Regions from separate parts of the Oryctolagus cuniculus genome. Here region 2 is linked to region 1. The links are chromatin contacts, called in public Micro-C maps. All regions are on one chromosome and are shown on one strand. Each heading gives the region's core, a stretch centred on a gene start, on an enhancer-like site or on the middle of the called end of the contact. The rest is flanking DNA. Distances are from core to core; before and after follow the strand shown.

Region 1 (4,931 bases), core at 223-2,722:
AGTCCCAGTCGGGGTGCCGGATTCTGTCCCGGTTGCCCCCCTTCCAGTCCAGCTCTCTGCTGTGGCCAGGGAGTGCAGTGGAGGATGGCCCAAGTGCTTGGGCCCTGCACCCCATGGGAGACCAGAAGCACCTGGCTCCTGCCATCGGATTAGTGCGGTGCACCAGCCGCAGCGCGCCAGCCATTGGAGAGTGAACCAACAGCAAAGGAAGACCTTTCTCTCTGTCTCTCTCTCTCACTGTCCACTCTGCCTGTCAAAAAAAAAAAAAAATTGCCTCTCGCTGTTGCCCTAGGACTAGCTGTCCTTTCCTCCCCATGGACGTTTGTGAGCTACCTCAGATCCCTCTGCTGCAAGGCGCGCAAGGCGCAGCCTTATTGTGGGCTACAGCGGTTGTCTCGTTGCTAAAGCAGCGCCTCTGAGCTTACACAACAGCCCCGATGAAGCTCCAGGGTGCGGAGCTGGGGAGGGGAAACACTCGACGCCGCAGCTTCCCGGGCTAGCCTCCAGCGCCCTGCTCCTGCAGGTCGTGTTGGTCCCGGAGGCTGCCGGCTCGCGCTCTGGCAACGGGCTCCAAGCCTCCTGCCCTGCCCTGCCTGGAACGCGGGCTCGCTGCCATGAAAGCGCCCAGTGGCCAGTGGCCAGGAGCAGGCATCTCGCTCGGCCTCAGCCACCCTGGACGCGGTCCAGGAGCGGAAGGGCTCTTCCGTTTGCACGCGATACATTATTGATTTCCAAGGCGAGTCGCTCTTGATCTCGACTCTCTCCAAAGAATGAGCAGGGAACGGACGCGAAGGGGGCTTGGCGGGCCGGGCGGGGAGGATGGCCGCGATGTCCACCTGCGAAAGCCGGGTCGGTGAAAGAGGTGGACGTGCACTTCTGGGGGGCGGGAGGGGGGCATCAAGGCAGTTCAACTCAGGGTGCCGGAACAGAGGATGGGGCGGGGGCGACCCCTCCACAGTCAAGGCTTCCAGAGGAGACGGCGGCACCGGGTGCCCGGCGAGGCGGCCGTGTGACAGCCTGGGCTTGGCAGCCGGGTCCGATTCCGGGCACCGTGAAATAAGAGGGCTCTGTCGCCGCGCCAGCGCCGCGGGCTCCCGTCTCCGCGCGACCTTGGGCGCCCCCCGGCCCGAGCGTCCTAGCCCAATCGCGCCATCACCCCCACGCGTCTGACCAAGCCGTCTCTGTGAGGAACTCGGCAGCACGCTAGGCACGCCAGGACGGCCATTACCGCCGCCCAAGACGTGCCAAGCCACCAGGGCCGAACCCGACTCGCAGGCCGCGCAGCGAGCGGGACCCGACCGGCGCAGCCGGGCGCCCAATAAGCCGCCGGGACAGAACTCAGTGGCTTCAAACCAATGGCTTCAGCCCTTGTTGCTGGCCGGGCTTTCTGGCCGTTCCACCAATAGCTTGCAGCCTCGGCTCGGGAGTGGCAGCCCGACCGTCCAATGACGCACCACCAGCCCACACTCAGCACTTCTGAGGGGATAAATCAAGGAGCCGGCACGTATAGATTCCGTTATTAGGCAGTACGGGATGGAGAGAGGACGTTAGAGGAAACGGCGCCGGGGCGAGGCACTCATGAGCTAAAAATAGAAAAACGACGATGGTTGCGCCAAACGAGCTCGGCCGCCATCATGCTCTAGTTTCCCCTTCGCCTCTCTCGGTCCGCAACCGAGGAAGCGGCCTCTGGGATGCTGAGGGGGTGTGTCCCCGCATGATTGGCGCAGGTAGCTCAGCCAATCCTAGCTCGTCAAACGGGAAGCACTTAACCAATGAGGGGCGACGGCAGCGGCGAGGAATTGGAGGGGCGGAACGACAACTTGACGGGCACAAAAGCCAGCCAGTGACAGCCGGAAACATCCTCCCTGCGGCCAATGGGATGGGACTCTGGGCGGGCCCCCGAGTGTTTGTGTTGTGGTTTTGGGGGAGGGAGGCGGAGGGGAAAGTTTGTTTATTTTGTTTTTAGTTTCTGGGGTCCCCGTGCTTCTGGGAGGTGAAGCGGGAGGGAGGGACCCCCGCGCCCCTCAAGTTCCCCTACGACGTCGCCCCCGTAGCCTGCGGAGAAGCGGGGACCGCGCGCATCGCCTCGCCTCACAGCGGAACGCCGCGCACTCGGAGCCGGCGCAGCTCGCCGGTGAGTGAGGACCGGAGCCGCGCCGTCCTTCCCCTCCCCCGCGCGCCGTGCGGCCCGAGCTGGGCGGCCGGGGCGCGCGGCGTGTGCGTGTCCTCGCGAGGGAGCGCGCGGCGCGGCCCGGGGACGGGGGGCGTGAGCGCTCGCGGGGGCGGCCGCGGCGGCCGGGGCTGAGGCGAGGGGCCGGCAGGGCCGCGCGCCCCGGAGCGGCCGGGCGCGCGCGCCTCCCGCGTCACGCGCCGGCAGGTGTGAGGCGGGGAGGGCTTCCGGGCGTGCGGGCCGCGGCGAGGTCGCTTCCCGTCGCTGGGGGGCCCTGGGGAGCGAGGCCCGCGCGTCCCGGCGTCGCGCCGAGAGCCGCGGCCCGCCGGGGTGCGCCGCCTCTGCTGGCGCGGGCCGGGGGAGCCCCGGGGCCCGGGGCGTCGCACCTGCGTGATGCCGGGACGAGCCCCCGGGCCGGACCCCGGCCGGAGCCCCCCGCGCGCCTTCCCGGAGCCCGCGCCCGTGGCCGCTGGGGGCGGGGAGCGTTGGCCGCCTCCCCTTGGCCTGGCGCCCGTTAGTTTGCAGCTGGAGGGGTTTCAGCCCCTGGTGGCCCCCGGAATGCCTGCGGTGCCCGGCGACCCCCAGGACCTCAGTGCGGACCAGCCCGGGCCGGGCCCTAGCCCTGTATCCCGCGTGGCTTCGGGCCGTGAGTGAGCCTCATGGGTGCCCTCCGGCCGTGCACGGGGAAGCGAGGGGAGAGCGGAGCGTTTTGTGAAGACGCCTGTGTTGCGGGAAACTGCAGTGGTGTGAAGTGTTCTGTTGGTGTGGCGAGGCTCCAGCGACGTCGGCTTTGGCTTTGGAACCGTGGCTTTGCGTGGTGTTACTAAAAGCCTCCTAAGGAGCAGAGCTTGGAGCTGGCCTCGCCGTGGGCGTGTGCGCGGGTGCACGTCGAAGGCCCCCCGCGCTTAAAGCCCCAGCACAGCGTCCGGAGCACAAGTCTAAACCAGGCTGGCTTGTCCCACTTGGGACAAGGGACTGATGACAAGGACGCCTTTATTTTCTTTTAGACCTTGAGCTTCTTAGGAACGTTTACTTATTTATTTGAAAGGCAGAGCGACAGAGCAAGAGAGAGCGAGATCTTCATCCACTGGTTACTCCCCAAAGGCCCCCAGTAGCTGGGGCTGGGCCAGGCTGAAGCCAGGAGCCAGACACTGCATACAGGTGTCCCGGGTGGGTGGCGGGGACCTAGGCACTTGAGTCGCCCTCTCATGCCTCCCAGGCTGCAAATTAACAGGACGCTGGATGTGGGGTGCTGCTGTCCCGAGCTGTGGCCTAACCCACTGCCCATAGCACCTGCCCAGTTCTTTACCATTTTAATGAGCTTGTCCCAAGCACCATTATTTTCTGTAGTTTCTGATAGGACTTAAAGAGACATAGAAGTTCCCAAGCTGCTTTTCTTTTCTGAAAATAAACATTTATTTATTTTTATTTGAAAGGCAGAGTGATAGAAGATCTTGCCTCTGCAGGGTCCCTTGCCAAACGGCTGGGGCTGGCCTGAAACCAGGAGCCTGGAACTTCATGTTGAACACGTGCTCACAGGGGGTGCAGGTGTTGCAGGCTGCGGCTTAACCCACCGTGCGGCAATACCAGCCGCCTCTTTATTTATTTATTTATTTATTAAGACATTTATTTACGTGAAAGAGTTACTGAGAGAAAGGAAGAGACAGAGAGATCTACCTGCTGGTTCACTCCCCCAAATGGCTGCAACAACCAGGTCTGGGTCAGGCAGAAACCAGGAACCTGAAGCTCCATCCTGGTTGCCCACCTGGATGAAGGGGCCCAAGTACCTGGGCCATCAGTTGCTGCCTTCTCAGGCACATAGCAGGAAGCTGGATCAGATCTGGAGCACCCAGTTTCAAATGCACACTCTTGGGATCTGCTTTTTATGGAAAAATAAATGTCATGCCCTTGAGAAAAAGGGTTTTTTTTTCTAAGATGGAGGCACTGAAAAATGTTTTTTAAAAGATTTTTTAAAAATTTCTTCATTGGCTGGCACCATGGCTCACTAGGCTAATCTTCCACCTTGCGGCGCCGGCACACCGGGTTCTAGTCCCGGTCGGGGCGCCGGATTCTGTCCCGGTTGCTCCTCTTCCAGGCCAGCTCTCTGCTGTGGCCAGGGAAGGCAGTGGAGGATGGCCCAAGTGCTTGGGCCTTGCACCCCATGGGAGACCAGGATAAGTACCTGCCTCCTGCCTTTGGATCAGCGCGGTGCGCCGGCTGCAGCACGCCGGCTGCGGCGGCCATTGGAGGGTGAACCAACGGCAAAGGAAGACCTTTCTCTCTCTCTCTCACTGTCCACTCTGCCTGTCAAAAAAAAATTTCTTTATTTACTTGAAAATCAGAGTTATATATAGAGAGAAGGGGAGAGAGAGGTCTTCCATCGCCTGGTTCACTCCTCAGTTGGCTGCAACAGCCGGAGCTGTGCCAATCTGAAGCCAGGAGCCAGGAGCTTCTTCCAGGCATCCCACATGGGTGCAGGGGCCCAAGGACTTGGGCCATCTTCTGCTGCTTTCCCAGGCCACAGCAGAGAACTGGATCAGAAGTGGAGCAATCAGGACTCACCGGTGTCCATAAGGGATGCCTGCCCCACAGGTGTTGGCTTTACCCTGTCCCACAACGCTGGCCCCAAAAAATGTTTTAAAATCAGAACAGCACCATTTGTCCAATTGGTAGTAATAATGTTAGCTGGCATTTGTTGCACGCTTGTATGTCAGCCTCGGTACTTTTTTTTTCCTAACCTATAGTGTAGATATCATTACCG
Region 2 (4,468 bases), core at 1,566-4,065, 570 kb after region 1:
GCAACCAGGACTAGAACCCAGCACCCATATGGGATGCCGGCACTGCAGGCGGAGGATTAACCAAGTGAGCCACGGCGCCGGCCCCCCCCACCCCGACATATGCTTTCAAATCAGATTTAAGTCCTCACTCACTGTATGAGCCTAAACAAGTTACCTGCCCTGAACCGCAGTTTGCCTCTCCTAGAGACAGGGAAAATCAGCCTCACAGGGGCTTGGGAAGGCTGAAGCAGCACATCACAAGATGAGCTGAAGGCCTGGGGCACAGGGCGCATCAGGAATGCCAGTTTCCTGCCTCTCCCTGGGGCTGGGAAAACCTTCTGACCTCAGCAGCTCTCTTGGAGCCCCTCAGCTCAAACACCATCGTCCCACACAGCCAGAGAAGGGCCCTCTAGCCTCTCCTACAACCCCGGGCTTGCGGCCACAGTGCACGCCCTGTTTACAACCCTCCGCCCCTCCTACCCCTCCCACTGCTGGGAGCTGCTCACAAGCAGGGACATCTCGCTATCCTGATGACCCCTGCTCTCGGAAAAATACCTGGCACATTCGAGGGGTGGAACAAAAGTCTACAGGTGAGGGGCCAGCATCGCGGTACAGTGGGTAAGCCACCTCCTGAGACACGCGCCAGTTTGAGTCCCGGCTGCTCCACTTCCAATTCAGCTCCCTGCTAATGCACCTGGGAAAGCAGTGGAAGATGGCCCGAGTGCTTGGATCCCTGCCACCCATAGAGGACGCCCAGATGGAGTTCCAGGACCCTGGCTTCAGTCTAGCCCAGCCTCGGCTGTTGCAGCCAGCTCAGGACTAAACCAACAGATGGAAGATCTCTCTCTTTCTCCCTCTCTCTTACTCTGCTTTTCAAATAAATAAATAATTTTTAAATAAAAGTCTGCTAAATGAATGCACAGCGTCGTTATCTAAGCAGGACCCACCGTCACTCCTGGGTGACCCAGGTTTTACAGCTTTGCCCTCACAGGCTGAGATCCTGGTTTATGCCCCGAGTCCCTCCCTCGCAGAATCTGACAGCACTCGAAGGACGTGGCAAGTCTGCAGTTGATACTTCTGGATGACGGGGTGTGATTCCAGCATCTCTCCTGATTTAACTCTTAAAAGGCGCACACACCCTAGTGGGAATGACTCTTAGCCTTAGCAGTTACCAGCAAGGACCAGGAGCAAGCGCTGCCGCTACCCCCAGACGCCTCCTTCACGTGTTTATCATTTCAGTAGAAAGCATCAGAAAGCCCTTTGACTTGCAGTGAAAAACGCAAAGGACATCGGGCAAAGCTTACGTTCAGCGACTTCCAGGGCCAGCCGGGCACCTCCTCACTGCTTCCCGCAGTGCCACCCGGAGTTCTGGGGCTCCCCTGCAGGGAAGCCCCTTACTGAACATGCAAGCTGTCCTACAAGCTCCAACTTCCTGCAGAAGCGATCTCAAACGCTGGCAAGCTGGGGACATTCCGAATTTGAAACTGTGTGAAAACGTGGCACCGTAGGTGGCCACACACCTCCCGCTCCTGCCTGGGAGGCGGTTACCTGGGGACCAGGCCGCTCTACATAACACGGAGAAAACAGAGAAATCCAGCCAGAGGCACCACAGCCCGGCCCTTAACTCAACCTCACAACAGCTAACAGCTCCTGGGCCCTGACTGCGCGCCAGGCTCAGATCCGATGGACACGACTACCCCCATTTCCCAGATGAGCAACCCGAGGCTCAAGCTGGCCACTGGCAGATCTGGGAGTCGCCCCGCAAGGTCCAGTCCCAGCTGCTGCACAATACCAGTGCTTCTCCCCTTTTTTTTTTTTTCGTGGTCCCACCGAGGGGCGCAGGGTCAGGCGAGGGGCTGTCAGCAACGCGCACTGACGGACGCTTTCTTACGAGGCTGAAGTTCTCGGCTTGCAAGTTTCAAACCCGCACAGGACCCTGCCCACCTGGCGGGGTTCGGGCTGCCACTCAGGCATCCAGCCCTGATGCGTCTCCTGGCCCGGAGATCCCGAGGGTTGCACAGAGCGCGGGGAACCCCGCCACCGCAGCCGCTGCGCGCACACACCCGGGGCGCAGCCTGGGCGGGAACCCCCGCGCCTCCCCGCCCAGCGCAGCGAGGCGAGGCGAGGCCCGGCCCGGCCCGGCGGGTGCACAGGTGCAAGGCTGCGCCCGAGCGCCCCGGCCCGCGACCCCCGCCCCGACGGACGAGAGGAGTGGGAGCGGCGGGCAGCGCGGGGAGGACCGGCGACGCGACGCCCGCACCCCGGGGGCGCGCGCGGCGTGGCCGCGAGGAGAAAGGATGCGCGGGGCGGCGCGGGGCGGGGCGGCGGTGGGGGAGGGGTCCCCGGCCCGGACTCCCACTCACCGCGGCGCTCTCCTGGCCCGGGCTCCGCGGCTCGCCCGGCTCGGCTCCGGCCGCTCGCGGCTCCTCCCGAGGCTCACCGTCCAGGCAGGGCGCGCGGGGCCGGGGAGAGGTCGGCGCGCGCCGAGGGCGTGTGGCGAGCAGAGCCGAGGGGGTGGGGAGGCAGGGCCGGTCGCGCTCGCCGCCGCCGCCGCCGGGGCCACCACAGACACAGCCGCCGCCGGCTCCTCTTAGCCACGGAAGCTGCGGGCCCTCCCACCACAGCCGCCTCCCGCCTCCCGCCCCGCCCCGCCGGAGGAGTGGCAGCGCAGCTGGCCAATCAGAGGCCCAGTCGGGGCAGGGCTCCGCGGCCCAGAGGGGCGTTCGGGGAAGGAAGGGGAACGAGGGAGGAGGGGACGGCGGCGCGACTTCCTGTGACTGACAGCGCGGCGCAGCCAATGGGCGGCGGGGAGATGACCTCATCGCGGAGGGAAGTCTGGAACTGGCGGAGCGGCTCTGAGGAGGTGGGAGGAGGTCGGACCTTAAAGAGGCCGCAGCCCCTGGCCACCCTGTCAGGGGAAGGGCGGCGGGCCGGGTCGGACAGCCGAGTTGCCGAGGGGTCAATGCCCTGCCGCGAGCCTCCAGACCCCATCCCGAGCCTCCCCTCAGGGGCTCACGCCCCGCCTGAGGCTCCCGAGTCGGGGTTTCACGGTCACGCTTCCCAGAAGACGATCGATTCCCTGAATTCCCGGGCCAGCCCCCGCCCCACCGAGGCCCCGGCGCCCCGGCCCTCGCAGTCGGTCTCCCCAGGTGGGAAGGGGGGCTCCTCCTGACACCTGCCGACCCCCTCCGCCCCGGGGAAAGCGCTCCGGGCTTGGGGAGGGGGCGGCGCGGAGTGAAGCCCCGAGCTTGCGGTCGATCGGGAGACCCCAGGAGCGGGCCAGGGAGGCCGGTGCGGCGGAGGTGTGAGGGGGCCCGAGACCCTGGTGCGGGACTTGCACAGGGAGCGGGAACGCGGGCTACAAGGCGGGCGAGGCCCCCGCTCGCTCCGCACCCTGCAGCCGCGGAGAAGGGCACGGAGCTCCGACCTACTGGGGAGGAAGGGGAGGGGGCGCTTCCCGGAGGCTTCCTGGGATGGGGTCCTCAGGCAGCTGGAGGAGGGGCGAGCAGGGTTTTCTAGGTTCCTGGAGGTCCGGTGCCAAGGCCCAGCGGCTGAGAAGTGGCGCTGAGAGTGAACTCTTAGGAGGACCCCCATCCTCCTCCTGCGGGCTCCTGGGCCTGCGTGCTGGTGTGGGTCTCAGATGGGGGGCAGGGGGGCGCCGCTGCCGTCTGCCAGTGCTGCAACAGCCAGGTGGCCGGGACATTCCGGATTGTTCATGTGTAAGTCATCGTCGGGGCCAGTACCACACGCTGGAGTTAGGATCCACGTGTCAGACACTTTTCCCCCAAGGCAAAAGCACCCTTCCACAAAAGCCCTGGCCAAAAAAAATGAGTTATTCCACAAATATTTACCCTGAGTAAGTCATGGTGCAGGTGATAGAGAGATAAGCTGCCGTGGCCGCCCTGGGGGTGAGCCCACCTCCCTGCAGGGAGGCGGAAGCCGGTGCCCTGGTGACTCCGGGGCAGGAGTGTCTACAGCAGGTGTCCCGAGGACAGTGGACCTGGGAGAAAGGACTGCTCCTGGAACTATTGGGGTGGGGCACTTTCCCCAAGGCCAGATCCCGTGCAGCCCCACAGAACCGTTGTGAGTTAGTCACCGGAGGAGGGCAGACACTGCCCGCTCACCTCCCACCTCCCAGCCGCAGGGCTCTTTCGCCACAACTTACATTGTTTCTATTTTGTAAATGACACAAACTTGAAAAAGTTCCTGGAAAAGATGAAATTATTTCGGGGCAAAAAATAATAATAATAATCGAAACTGGGGTGGGTTCCTCAGACTTGCAGTTAAGACGCTGGTTTGGATGCCCACGTCCCGTCTCGGAGCCCCTGGGCTCAATTCTGGTGCCACTCTTGGCTCCGACTTGCTGCTTACGCAGACCCTGGGAGACAGCAGAGAGGGCTTTAGCGGCTGGGCTCCTGTCACCCGTGAGGGAGACCTGGACGGCGGGCATTCCCAGCTGCCAGCTTCCGTCTCCGTCCAGCCCTGGCCT

What was found. A called contact is a pair of places that touch in the nucleus more often than the background predicts.
Region 2: a Micro-C map of ear pinna shows a contact between it and region 1, with 7 times the contacts expected there. The contact joins the promoter of MRTFA here to the promoter of TNRC6B in region 1. A contact is called at or near these places in 2 of 6 Hi-C or Micro-C datasets (ear pinna and an unstated tissue).

Annotation. Positions count from the first base shown.
Region 1 is chr11:116,179,127-116,184,057 of mOryCun1.1, forward strand. It overlaps TNRC6B (trinucleotide repeat containing adaptor 6B), which reads left to right and starts at 1,473. Exons shown (of 25, transcript XM_051834078.2): 1 at 1,473-2,134.
Region 2 is chr11:116,748,078-116,752,545 of mOryCun1.1, forward strand. MRTFA (myocardin related transcription factor A) reads right to left here and starts at 2,816. Exons shown (of 14, transcript XM_051834083.2): 1 at 2,343-2,816. The coding sequence starts at 2,801.